Linked DNA regions of Anas platyrhynchos: region 1 is linked to region 2. Evidence: chromatin contacts called from public Hi-C data. All regions are on one chromosome and are shown on one strand. The core of a region is the stretch at or near the end of the contact, and the rest is flanking DNA. Distances in the headings are between cores, read along the strand shown. Region 1 holds the start of PIGN (phosphatidylinositol glycan anchor biosynthesis class N). Region 2 overlaps RELCH (RAB11 binding and LisH domain, coiled-coil and HEAT repeat containing).

Region 1 (5,190 bases), core at 194-2,693, 49 kb before region 2:
AGAACTTCAGCATCTTTTTCTGCCTCACACATCCTTCGTGGTGATGGATGTTTCTTGTAAGGCTTTCTTCTCAAGTCCCTTAAATTAGACTCTTAGAATACCTATTTGTATACTGCAATAAACTATTTTTAAGCATATTGTTATCGTACAAGGCAGTTTAAACACACTTTTCTTCCACTCTGGAATATGTACTTCAGCTGTGTTAACCTTACCCTAGGTGCCAGTAGATTATTTTGGAGCAACTGAAGGACATCAGTGTATATATTGCAATTAATTTCATAAGCCCAAACAAACCTCGTAGGAAGTACTGAAACAGAAGAATATTTTTTGCATTATTTTAGGGGAGAAGAGAAAAATTTAGTCCTTGTTGTAAAACTACAGAGAAGCCAGCAGCAACGCGTACCTTAAAAGCAAGGGAGACTTGTTTAAACCATCTTTAAACTTCAAATCACTTGTAAACATCACAGATCACCACTAGAGGCTGCTACAGGACATCAGTAAGGGGAAAAAAAAAATAAGAGAAAAAAGACCACAAGCAGATGAACTTTTAGTGAGTTCACACTGAGCATCCTTTAACTCTCCAGAAAAGTGACAAGATTTCTGTAACGAAATCCACCACACTGATTCCACCAAAGTACCGAGAGAAAACGCTTTTCTTATTTTTAGTGTATTTTAGTATATTATTTTTAGTTTATTTAGTGTGTTTTAGTGTGTTTTGCCGCTTCATTTTATGCTACAACCCATTCACACTCCCCTACAGCTCACACTCCCCTACTTTTTTCCTATAGACAATATGAAATCAATATATTATGGGAGAAAAAAAGTTTATTAAAGGACAGGTTGATTGCATTTTAAGGAAAATGTATGTAAACTAAATACAGGAGTACCGTTATTTTATAGCATAGCATTATAACACGGATTAACCAGTTTGCAGTTACGGTACTGAGTACTGCTGCACCTAGTAGAGCCCAGTAAAACAAGGTTAGATGTAGCCTTGATAGAGTTTCGATTAATTTGCAGGACGGTCACTTCCACACACCCAGAAACGTGTCTTTTTGCCTCCCTGAGATCCGGCCACGCTTTTATTCGACATTTCAACCCCAGCTTTGCTTCCATCTGCTAGCACGGAGAGAGGAAGGCTCTGGGAGACTTTGCAGCAGCCTTCCAGCACCTAAGGGGTGCATACGAGAGCAGGGAAGGGCCCCAACGAGCCGTGAAACCCCAAATTCCCCCCATGAGCGCGCCCCGCGCCCGGCAGGACCCCCTCCCTCCCCCGCCTCCCACCCGCCCTATCTCCCCCAGCCCCGCTCCCGCCGCGCGCACTGCGCAGGCGCCGCCACTCACTCGCCTCCCGCCGCGCGCCCGGCCAGGTCCCCTTCCGCTTCCGCGGCCCCCCTCAAGCCCCGCCCACCCCCACCAAGCCCCGCCCCCTCCCTCCCAGGCAGCGGGGCCGGTCCCGTTGTCCCGGCGGCTCTCGCGAGAGCGGCGAGCCGGAAGAGGCCGCGGGGCGGGCTGCGGAGCGCAGTGGGCGGCGGGCGGGCGGAGGTGCGGGAGGGCCTCGCCTCGCGTCGCGCCGCAAGATGGCGGCGGGCGGTGGCGGCGGTGTGAATCCCTTCCTCAGCGACTCGGAGGAGGACGAGCCCGGCGGAGGGCGGCACGGCGGCGGCAGCAGCAGCAGCACGGAGCCGGCCGAGCCGCGGCGGGAGGAGCCGGGCAGCCCCGAGGAGCCGCCGGGCCCGCGGGCGGCGGGGGCGCCGGGCGATGGCGGCGGGGCCGGGGCCGGGGCCGGTTCTGGGTCCGGGTCCGGGTCCGGGCCCGGCTCGGCGGTGGAGCCGCCGCGGGTGTCGATGGACGCGATGGCGGCGCAGCTGCTGCGGGACCAGTTCCTGCTGACGGCGCTGGAGCTGCACACCGAGCTGCTGGAGAGCGGCCGCGAGCTGCCCCGCCTGCGGGATTTCTTCTCCAACCCCGGCAACTTCGAGAGGCAGAGCGGCACGCCGCCCGGCGCCTCGGGGGGGCTGCCCGGCAGCCTGCTGGGGGCGGCCGGCGGCAGGGAGCCCGGCCCCGGCCAGCTCAGTAAGTGCCGGGGGGACGGGGCGGGGGCTGAGGCTGCCCTGGGCAGCGCCTGCCCTCCTGGGCACCCCCTCGCAAAGAGGAGCGGGCGTGCGGCGTGGTGAGAGGGCTGCCGGAGCCGCCACCCATTCATTTGGAGCCTCGCGGGGTGGCTGAGGCTGGGAGGGATCCCCAGGGATCAGCTGGTCCCGCAGGGTGACGCAGAGCAGGCTGCGCAGGGGCACCCAGCAGCTGTCAAAATGTGGCTGTCAGTGCGGTGCTCAGGTCTGCAGGACGGGCCTCAGTTACACGGGTACCACCCCATCGCACACAACTAACACAGTGCTTCCAATAACCAGGTGCTTCTACTCTTGGGCTATCCGTTTCGGGGATCCCCACTCGGTGGGGGGAAATATACCGGGCTAGCGTGCCTACTGGAAGCAGTGAGGGTGTTTCAGAAGTGGCATAGCTGGCCTGAAAAGCTTTTAGGTTTTAATAGTAGAGCGGGTGGTTTAGAATAGAATTACTTGTGTGATTTAACAGTATTACTGTTGAGAACAGCAGAGGTTTAAAAGCCTGGTAGCTAATGGAAGTGGCGCTGAGAGAGAGAGGAGTTGCCCAGACACCTGACTTCTGAGGTCTTAATGAGCTCCTGGACAGCATTGAAATGAAAGGTGTTTTTTTCAAAATACTGTTGAAAGGTTTATCTGTATGCGTATTCTAAGATACCTAGTGGCCTCCTGCACGTAGTCCTGTACTTTGGTTGACTTCAGAAAGTGTCCAATGTTGCAAAGACATGCAGTTAGACTTAAAAATTGGAAAGAACTGGTGGTATCGAGATGGCTTGGATAACAGGAGGCATCTAGGCTTTCAGCTTTTATCGTTTTTTCAATGTATTTTAAAAACTGGATGGAATTCTTCTTTAATTCTTACCATGTTGTTTATATGCTGCTTGTCTTGCTTACAAATGCTTAGAATTTCATACTTGGCTTTGTCCTACCGAGAGCTTCAGTGTTGTTGCTTTCATGATAAGATTGGTGAACGCTCATGCTTCAAGGCTATGGGCCAACAAAAATCTCTGTTTCCTTAAAAGCAGCTTTCTTGGGGTTTCCAATCGATTCATCCAATTGACTAAACATTCTCCTCTTTTTTTTTTTTAACGTGTTGTTTCCAGTTGTGGATGATGTACATTCTCCAGTGGGATTAGGAGAACAGCAGCCTGTGTGACTGCTGTTACACACCCCAAAAAATGGGGAGCAATGCACATTGATGTGAGAACATCTTTCTAATCATTGTGCTGACCTGCTGAATGCATGGCAGCAGGGTGACACAACTATTAAACAAGGGGGGAAGGAGGTGAGGAGAGGAGGGGGATGTATTTCTGGAGCAGTGTAACAATACTGAGGCGTGGCAAAAGTAAACATGTTAAACCTTATGTTAAAGGTTACATAGAAGTGTCTTGAAATCCAGTATCTATAACAGAAGTTGTGTGCTTTTTTTGTCTCAAAGGCATTTCAAAAGGCAATTAACATTGAGTGACGTTGATAGGTGTCAGATCCAGAACAATGAGAAAAATGTATTTTTGCACAGCTCAAGTAGATTTTCGAACTTTTTTTCTCATCAGATTTCTTGAGATGTGGAGGTCTAGTGCAGAGCTAGTGATTTGTGTCAGTGCTGCGCAGCCTGAGGCTGGTTAATGTTAACGAGAACTGATAAGGACTCATGCCTCTGAATTTAAGCCAATATCCAAGTGTTAAAATTGATGGCAGAAGATTGATGGGCTGAAAATTGTAAGGTCCTCACAAGAATTCCTTTCATTTTCTTCTTCAGCAGCTGGTATTGTATTTGGTCAGATAAATAACCCACAGGTCTGATCCAGCAGTGAGGGAGTGTTTTCCTAAGCTATCTGTGAAGCCAGAATGAGTTTGAGCATAAAACTGTAGTTTTCTTTACAGAAACTATTGATGTAGAAGGTAGTGGAATTTGGTATGATTGACATTTCAAGGTCACTTGAATTTTGTGCCTCAGTGGGGGGAAAAAAAAAACAAAACACACACGTTCAGAATAACGAAAAAGTTGTGTTGATACCTAAAATCAGAATTCTTTCTCAGCACAGGCCCTGCACCTGCTGTCCCCTACTCCCAAGTTAGATGACTCTGGTTGTGTGGTGAGGCTTTCCCTAGGCTGGTGGCTGTAGAAAAGGTGACTGGCGCTGAATGTGAAGCATGTCTGGAATGCTGCCGGAGGATTTCCAGGGAGCAACAGGCAGCTTTGCACTGTATGTGCATTCATACGCAGAATGGGAGAATTTCACTGCAACTGGGCATCGTCGGGTCTTGGTGTTTCAGGCAAGCTAAAATATGAGTCCACGCTGGCATTTTTTTCCTTTTTTCTTTATGGATTTCTACAAAGAGGTTTTAGTGAAGTATCCTAGCAGCTAAAGAACGAGCATCATGTGGCCAACTAGTGACTTAGAGGCTGTTTTGTCTCTGAACCATGCTTCAGAGAGAGTACTTGGTTACAAAGCAGTTGATAGTCAGCTGACTAGGTTCTCCTGTATTTTTGGAAGAAACACCCCTCCGTTTTGCGGCAGCAATGTGTCACAGCTGCAAACAGAGATAAAGCCATACTGTAATGAAAAACAGGGAAAGGTTTATTGCGTCTAACACTTTTGTTTGTGTAATTTAAAAAAAAATAATTGACATTGTGAAGGAGTCAGAGCTGCTCCTTCAGTCACACAGCACTTCTGTGCAGTCATCCTTCATATCCTGCATCTCCGCTTAGATCTTCCCAAACTCCCAGGTTTGCTTCTTCCATTGGATTCAATAGCAGCGGTGACTAATCTGCTAGATCATTTTGATACCACTCTTCCAATGCTAGTCATATGAGCAGTGTAGTCCCTGCTTCACACGGTATTCCAGATCTCCTAGGAGGCTTTGGGTGGCAACCTACATTTTAGAAGTAAAATTGTGGTCCCATCACCGTTGTATCGTATAAATTGAGACACTTGAAGTTTAGAAATAATGCAGTGGCGCAAAAATGTCTCATCTTTGTTGCCCAGCCTCAAATGTTGCGCCAGTAAGTCCTTTAAGTTGAGAGCCATAATTCAGGCTTAAGCATAGCAGGTGAAGAAATCTC
Region 2 (5,846 bases), core at 574-3,073:
AAAATCTTTATTTTTTCTACCATTAGGAAGGAAAGAGATTTCATCACCTAAAAGACAGTGAATAATTAAGCTATGACAAGAGTTGTAATGCTTGTTTTGATGGCCCCGTCTTTCTGGTCTGATAATTGTCTCCTGTTTCTCCACATGCATAACTCAGCCATCTCTGTTTCACAATGAAGTCCAATCTTTAATTGCCTTAACGCTTTCTGACAGTGCAAGTGCATATTAGATGTAGCATTTGTGCTTATGTGTATGACTCATTTATCCGTTGATTAAAGGAAAGACCCACAGCAGTTAAACTCAAACCTTGTTTTGTTTTCTTAGTCCTTCTCATGAAAGTTAAGCAGTGTTAATAGGAACCAGTCTCACTTCAATAAGAGCCCATCTTCATCGTTCCAGTTTCCTGATAATTGCTGATGCACAAGACAAACCAGTCCAACTGTGACAGTGCAGCGTATCAGGCTGCCAAGCCATATGACATCATGCATTTATCTCATGCAGTTTGCCAGACTTTCTTTGCAGTACTGAGCCCAGGTCAGCATTTTCTCCAGCAACATACTAGCTGAATCTCATTGTCACAAAAATGATTTTGTAGAAAGAACTCAAAAGTACCCATACAGTATGATTTTCTACTTTCTCTCAGTAGATGCCCTTAATCCCTTAATCATGAAGGGGTTAATGTAGTTGGGCTCCAACCAAAATGTATTTACAAATGCAAAGGACTGGGCTTTCAGAACAATCAGCATTTTTATCTGCATACTCTGGATCTCAGGCTAGTCTTTGCAATATTTCTACCTGCTGTTCACAGCTCTACATGTAGAATTTTCTGGCTTGCTCATCTGAGTTTAGATCAAGGCTCTGTGGATGCTAAAAGTTCCCTAACAGCTAGCGACCAATTAACCGGTTTCCAAAAAACGTAGTACTACTAATTAAAGACAAAAGAAAAGAAATGATAATCAATTTACAGTTACGTTTACATTGTCATGGACTAGCAATCTTCCCTGAACAAGCGTTAGAGAAACTTGAGTCTTCTTCTATTTTCCTTTCCAGTATGTCAGTATGTCTTTGCAGTAACAGGGGCAATATTTATATTGCCTTGCCACTCTGCCTAAACCGGACGCAATGAGTATTTGCAATTTCCCTCAAGTAGGCAGAGGTTGAGGAAGTGGAGTATATGTCTATTACCAGTATGGACTTTGTGTTTAGAAAGTTGCCACATAAAACTAATGGTATCTTTGGCTTAAGTATTAAAAGCAGCCTGATGCAGGGCCATAGTGTTTGTCATCTATGAAATCTAAATCTCCATGCTTACAAAATATTACAGGTGCCCTGTTGGTGTATGAATGCAAAAAAAATAAAAATAAAAATTATCGAAGACACTCAAGAAATTCTTTCATGCTTGATGGTTCAGTTTGCTTCACATGCATGATATATCTTCAGAGATGTCCCTTCCCAAGATGAAACAAACCCACCTCTCTCAGCTTCCCCCCATATATGAGATGCTCCTATCTCTTAATTGTCTTATCTTTCTGCTGGACTTGCTAAAATGTCCATGTCTCTCTCGCTGGGGAGCCCAGAACTGTACACAGCACTCTAGATTTGGTATCACCAGTGCTGAGGAGAGAAGAAGAACCATTTTCCTTACCTACCCGTTGTGGTCATCCTACTGCTGCCCAGAACACCCTGTACCTTCTTGGCTGTGAGGGTGTGTTGTGAGCTCAGCTTGGGATCCACCAGGCCCTCTGGGTCACTCTGCTGAGCAGCTCTCCAGCCAGTTGGCCCTGAGCCTGGCCCTGTGCATGGAAACTATTTCTCCTTGGGTGCAACACTTTGTTACACATCTTCCTTACTGGCCTTGGAATTACCCCTTGGGGCATTGCACTGGGGACTGACCCCCCTCTGCTGGGCTTCGTGCTTCTGGTCACAACCGTTTGAGCCTGCAGTTAGTTCAGCCTGGTTTCTGTCTGCCTCACTGCGCACTTGTCGAGCCCAGACTTCATCAGTTTATATGTGAAGATGCTATGGGAGGCAGTATCAAAAGCCTTCCTGAAGTCAAGATAAGCAACATCCGCTGCTTTCTCCTTGTTCTCTGAGCCAGTGATCTCATCTTAAAAGGCTATAGGGCTGATCAGTTGTGGGTTTTCCTACCCAAATCCATGCTGACTTGAAGAACATGATTACCAATCACGTTCTTGTGGTTTCTGGGATTAATTGCTCCAATGCTTTTCCAGACAGTGAGGTAAGGCAGACTGATCAGTAGTTCCCTGGATCTTCTGTCTTGTCCTTCATGAAGATAGCGGTCACATTTGGTTTCTTCCAGCGCTCAGGAACCTCCCCCATTGCAACAGCCATTCAGTGTTTGCCAAGAGTGGTCTTGCCATGACAGCATCCAGCTCTCTTAGCATTCAGGGGTGCATCCCACCAAGGTCCATAGACTCCTATGTGTCCAATTTGTTTAAATGTTTCCTAACCTGATCATTTTCTCCCAAGGGTAAGTCTTCCTGGCTCCAAAGTGTCCCATGGTTTTTAGGGACCTGGGATTGCTGAAGAGAAGTCTGCCCGGTAAAGGCCAAGACACAGATGGCAGCACTACCTTGGTCTTTTCCATGGTAAGATAGCTGGTCCTCTGCACAGCAAGAGAAATCGGAATAGTCACACCAAATGCATATCCTGTTTTACCTGACAGGATTAAACTATTCACTTTTCCCTGTCATTGTTTTGCCCTAATTTTTTTTTATTCACAAGGTGTATTGAAACATATTACCTGTTTCTCATTGCACAGCCATTAGTGCTCTTCTCTCACTGGACATTAAAGCTGATTCCACCAGGATGCAAACTTCTTTCAGAAGTGTCAATATCAAATTTCTGTGGCAGAATTTTCAAATGGCCTTTGGAAAGGGAAGGTAGGCAGCACAGGAGTTAGAGGCTCTTGAGGACAGGAGCTGTGCTCAGTCACATCTTAGAGACGTGACACGTTCATGGGAACAGAACTTCAAAAGTATGCAAATACTTTTAGGCTTAGTATTTGTGTCCTCTCCTGACCCTGACTGCTTGGCAAGACCCGGGCAGCTATGCTACAATGGTTGGCTCAGATCACTAGAGGGCACTTGTGTAGTTTGTAGAGGACAAGACATTTCAGGATCTTCCAGCTCCTAAGTTACTCATATTCTTTGGAGAATATTTTCTGAGTCCAGCAACCCATGCACTGCTTTCTATCCGTATTTTTACTGTGTTTCCGTACATGCTTCCCAGCTTCTTCTCTTACAGTAAGCTCTGACTTACAGGAGAAGGCTGTATCTGCCCTGCCTCTATGCCTCAGTGCAAGAATTTGAGGCTGCTTTGTACCCATATGCAACTTTTACAGGCACAGCCAATGTTTATCTAAGAGGTGCACACACATCCCTCTGTTGCAGTTCATTCTAACCACATTTTGAATACTGGTTTCTGCAAAGCAAATAGCCATTCTGTTTCTCCTCACCAGATCAACCACAAATACCCAGAGAGACGGCTACTGGTAGCAGAGTCTTGTGGAGCTCTAGCACCTTACCTTCCAGTAAGTATTAATAATGACTCTTAATACTTTTCATAAAACTTAGATTAAAGTCTGTTGCTTGACATAAACATCTGTTACCTTTTTAAATACAGCCAAGGGTGGATGTTATGTGTAGACAGTCACGTTATCTTCTACTTTGTCACATAGAGGAGGTTCAATAAGGAGGATATGTATTATTATAGAGGAGAGCAGGTCAGTGTAGCTATAACGTGTCTTAACAACCAGTGTGGCCTGATAAAATCATCTTTGCTTCAGAAAACATGAAGTAATTGATCCTAACTACCTTTAAGGAAATCATCACTGAAAAAATAATTGGCACCCAGTAACAGAGTTCTTTGGACACTGTGGAAGGTTTGACATGAAGAGTGCTGCTAGTCAAAAGAGGCAGCAAAGTTTGGTCAGTGGCCAACTAGAATTTGAAGCTTCAGACAAAGATGAAAATAATCGTAATTAAAAACCTACTTCTCCAATTTAGCAATGAAATGATTAAAGATTCTGTTTTAAGTACTCTTCTAAATCTAGGCCTATGGTAGTATTTTGCTGTCAGTTATTTCTGGTACATGTTTCCATATGAGTTAAAGGACTCCAGTTCTGTGCTTAGTAGGACAAAAGGCTCTCTAATGAGGCTACTGAAACTTTATTTTAATTCATCTTCTATTTTGGCAGCTGAATGCATAGTATTCAGAAGGGAATCCATAGTTGGAGGAAGGGATTGTTGTTTGTGAACACTAATAGAAGGGCAAATTATTTATAAAAATTGATATGAACCAGCATGTCTTGTTTATTGGATTTAACAATAATTTTTCTTCTCTGCAAACAGAAGGAAATTCGTAGTTCATTAGTACTTTCCATGCTGCAGCAAATGCTAATGGAAGATAAGGCAGATCTGGTACGAGAAGCTGTGATCAAAAGCCTTGGCATCATTATGGGATATATTGACGATCCAGACAAATATCAACAGGTACAGTTTGAGTTGGGTTCTGTGTCTATGAAATGTGTTTTGTATTTATTTCATGAGCAGGAAATACATAATTTTAAATATTTTTATTAAACAGTTCCTGATACCTTTAAATGTTCATGGTTCATATGGATGCTGATTTTTATTGTATCACTGAGACTGAAAAGAAAGCCTATACTTACAAGTGTCATTAAAACCTTGGGTGTAAGCTTCATACAGAAGCTTCTTTAATAATTCATAATTCACTTTGAAGAAGATAACACTTCATTGCCCACCTGATACTATTAGCCAATTTGAAATCATCATTTGCTAGCAAAGATGCATCTACTGCAACAAAGCCTACCTGTAGTTGTTATTAATGCTAGCTAATAATATTTAAAGTTCTTGAAAGTGAAGAATTTCTCTTCCTGTCATGGTTTTTGAGGGTGGAGTGGTAAAATGTGTTTGTAATAATTCTGATAACTTGACGGTAAAAAAACACTAGCAAGGTTGTTGGACTACATGTTATTTACCTTTGCAGATGAAGTGGGAATGTATGTTGAGAGGCCTCAATATACTACTTTGGTTTACTTTTTATTAGTGTAAAAGTTTTACAATAGGTGATTTTTTTCTGGTTTGTGCATATTTTGTGTAGCTATCTTTAGCACAAAGTGTAGGAAAAGTCGTTATATTCTTAATATTTTTTTTTTCAGGGCTTTGAACTGCTGCTTTCAGCTTTAGGAGACCCTTCAGAACGCGTAGTTAGTGCAACACATCAGGTATTTTTACCTGCATATGCTGCCTGGACAACAGAGCTGGGAAATTTACAGTTCCATCTTATACCTACACTGCTTAATAAAATTGAAAAACTGCTCAGGGTATGTGTTCAGCTGTTTCTACACTGGAGAGTTTTCTTTGTATCTTTGGTACATATACTAACTTTTTAAAAACACAAGAAATTCAAGAAATTGCTACTTATGTTAGCAACTCTCTGGAGATTTTTTTTTTTTTTTGTAACTCTAACATTTATTTGTGCTTCAAAATGGGAAGAAAACAAAAAAGAACAAACGAAACAGATGCTTCTTTAACAACGTTTTGTTTTATAGCCCAGTAATCAATGTGCATTTCAGAAGAAGTTTACTTGATTCTGTGACCAGATGGTGTGTGTTTTTTTCTGAATACTTGTCCTGTATTTACATTGTTTTTAAGTATCACACAGTGTAGCTTTTAATAAAGTGCAGTATTTATTGCACACCAGAAGAAGGATAATTGAATGGTTTAATTACGTGGTTTGTAGTTTTGAATCTGTTTGTCTGCAAGTGTGCCTTGGGGTAGATACCTGGAAAGCTCTGGAAA

What was found. A called contact is a pair of places that touch in the nucleus more often than the background predicts.
Region 1: a contact with region 2 is called in a Hi-C map of skeletal muscle, with 2.3 times the contacts expected there. The contact joins the promoter of PIGN here to the enhancer-like site in region 2. A contact is called at or near these places in 3 of 8 Hi-C or Micro-C datasets (F5 follicle, liver and skeletal muscle).

What each region holds. Positions count from the first base shown.
Region 1 is chr2:80,107,578-80,112,767 of IASCAAS_PekinDuck_T2T, reverse strand. PIGN (phosphatidylinositol glycan anchor biosynthesis class N) reads right to left here and starts at 1,443. Exons shown (of 29, transcript XM_072034992.1): 1 at 1,345-1,443. RELCH (RAB11 binding and LisH domain, coiled-coil and HEAT repeat containing) reads left to right here and starts at 1,497. Exons shown (of 29, transcript XM_038175614.2): 1 at 1,497-2,076. The coding sequence starts at 1,581.
Region 2 is chr2:80,057,993-80,063,838 of IASCAAS_PekinDuck_T2T, reverse strand. It overlaps RELCH (RAB11 binding and LisH domain, coiled-coil and HEAT repeat containing), which reads left to right. Exons shown (of 29, transcript XM_038175614.2): 13 at 3,482-3,553; 14 at 4,374-4,514; 15 at 5,204-5,368. Among named protein-coding and RNA genes, the nearest start is that of TNFRSF11A, 29 kb to the right of the region's middle. Within about 2 kb of position 1,823, at least 2 of the 8 cell types and tissues checked have an H3K27ac peak or open chromatin away from gene starts, as enhancers often do.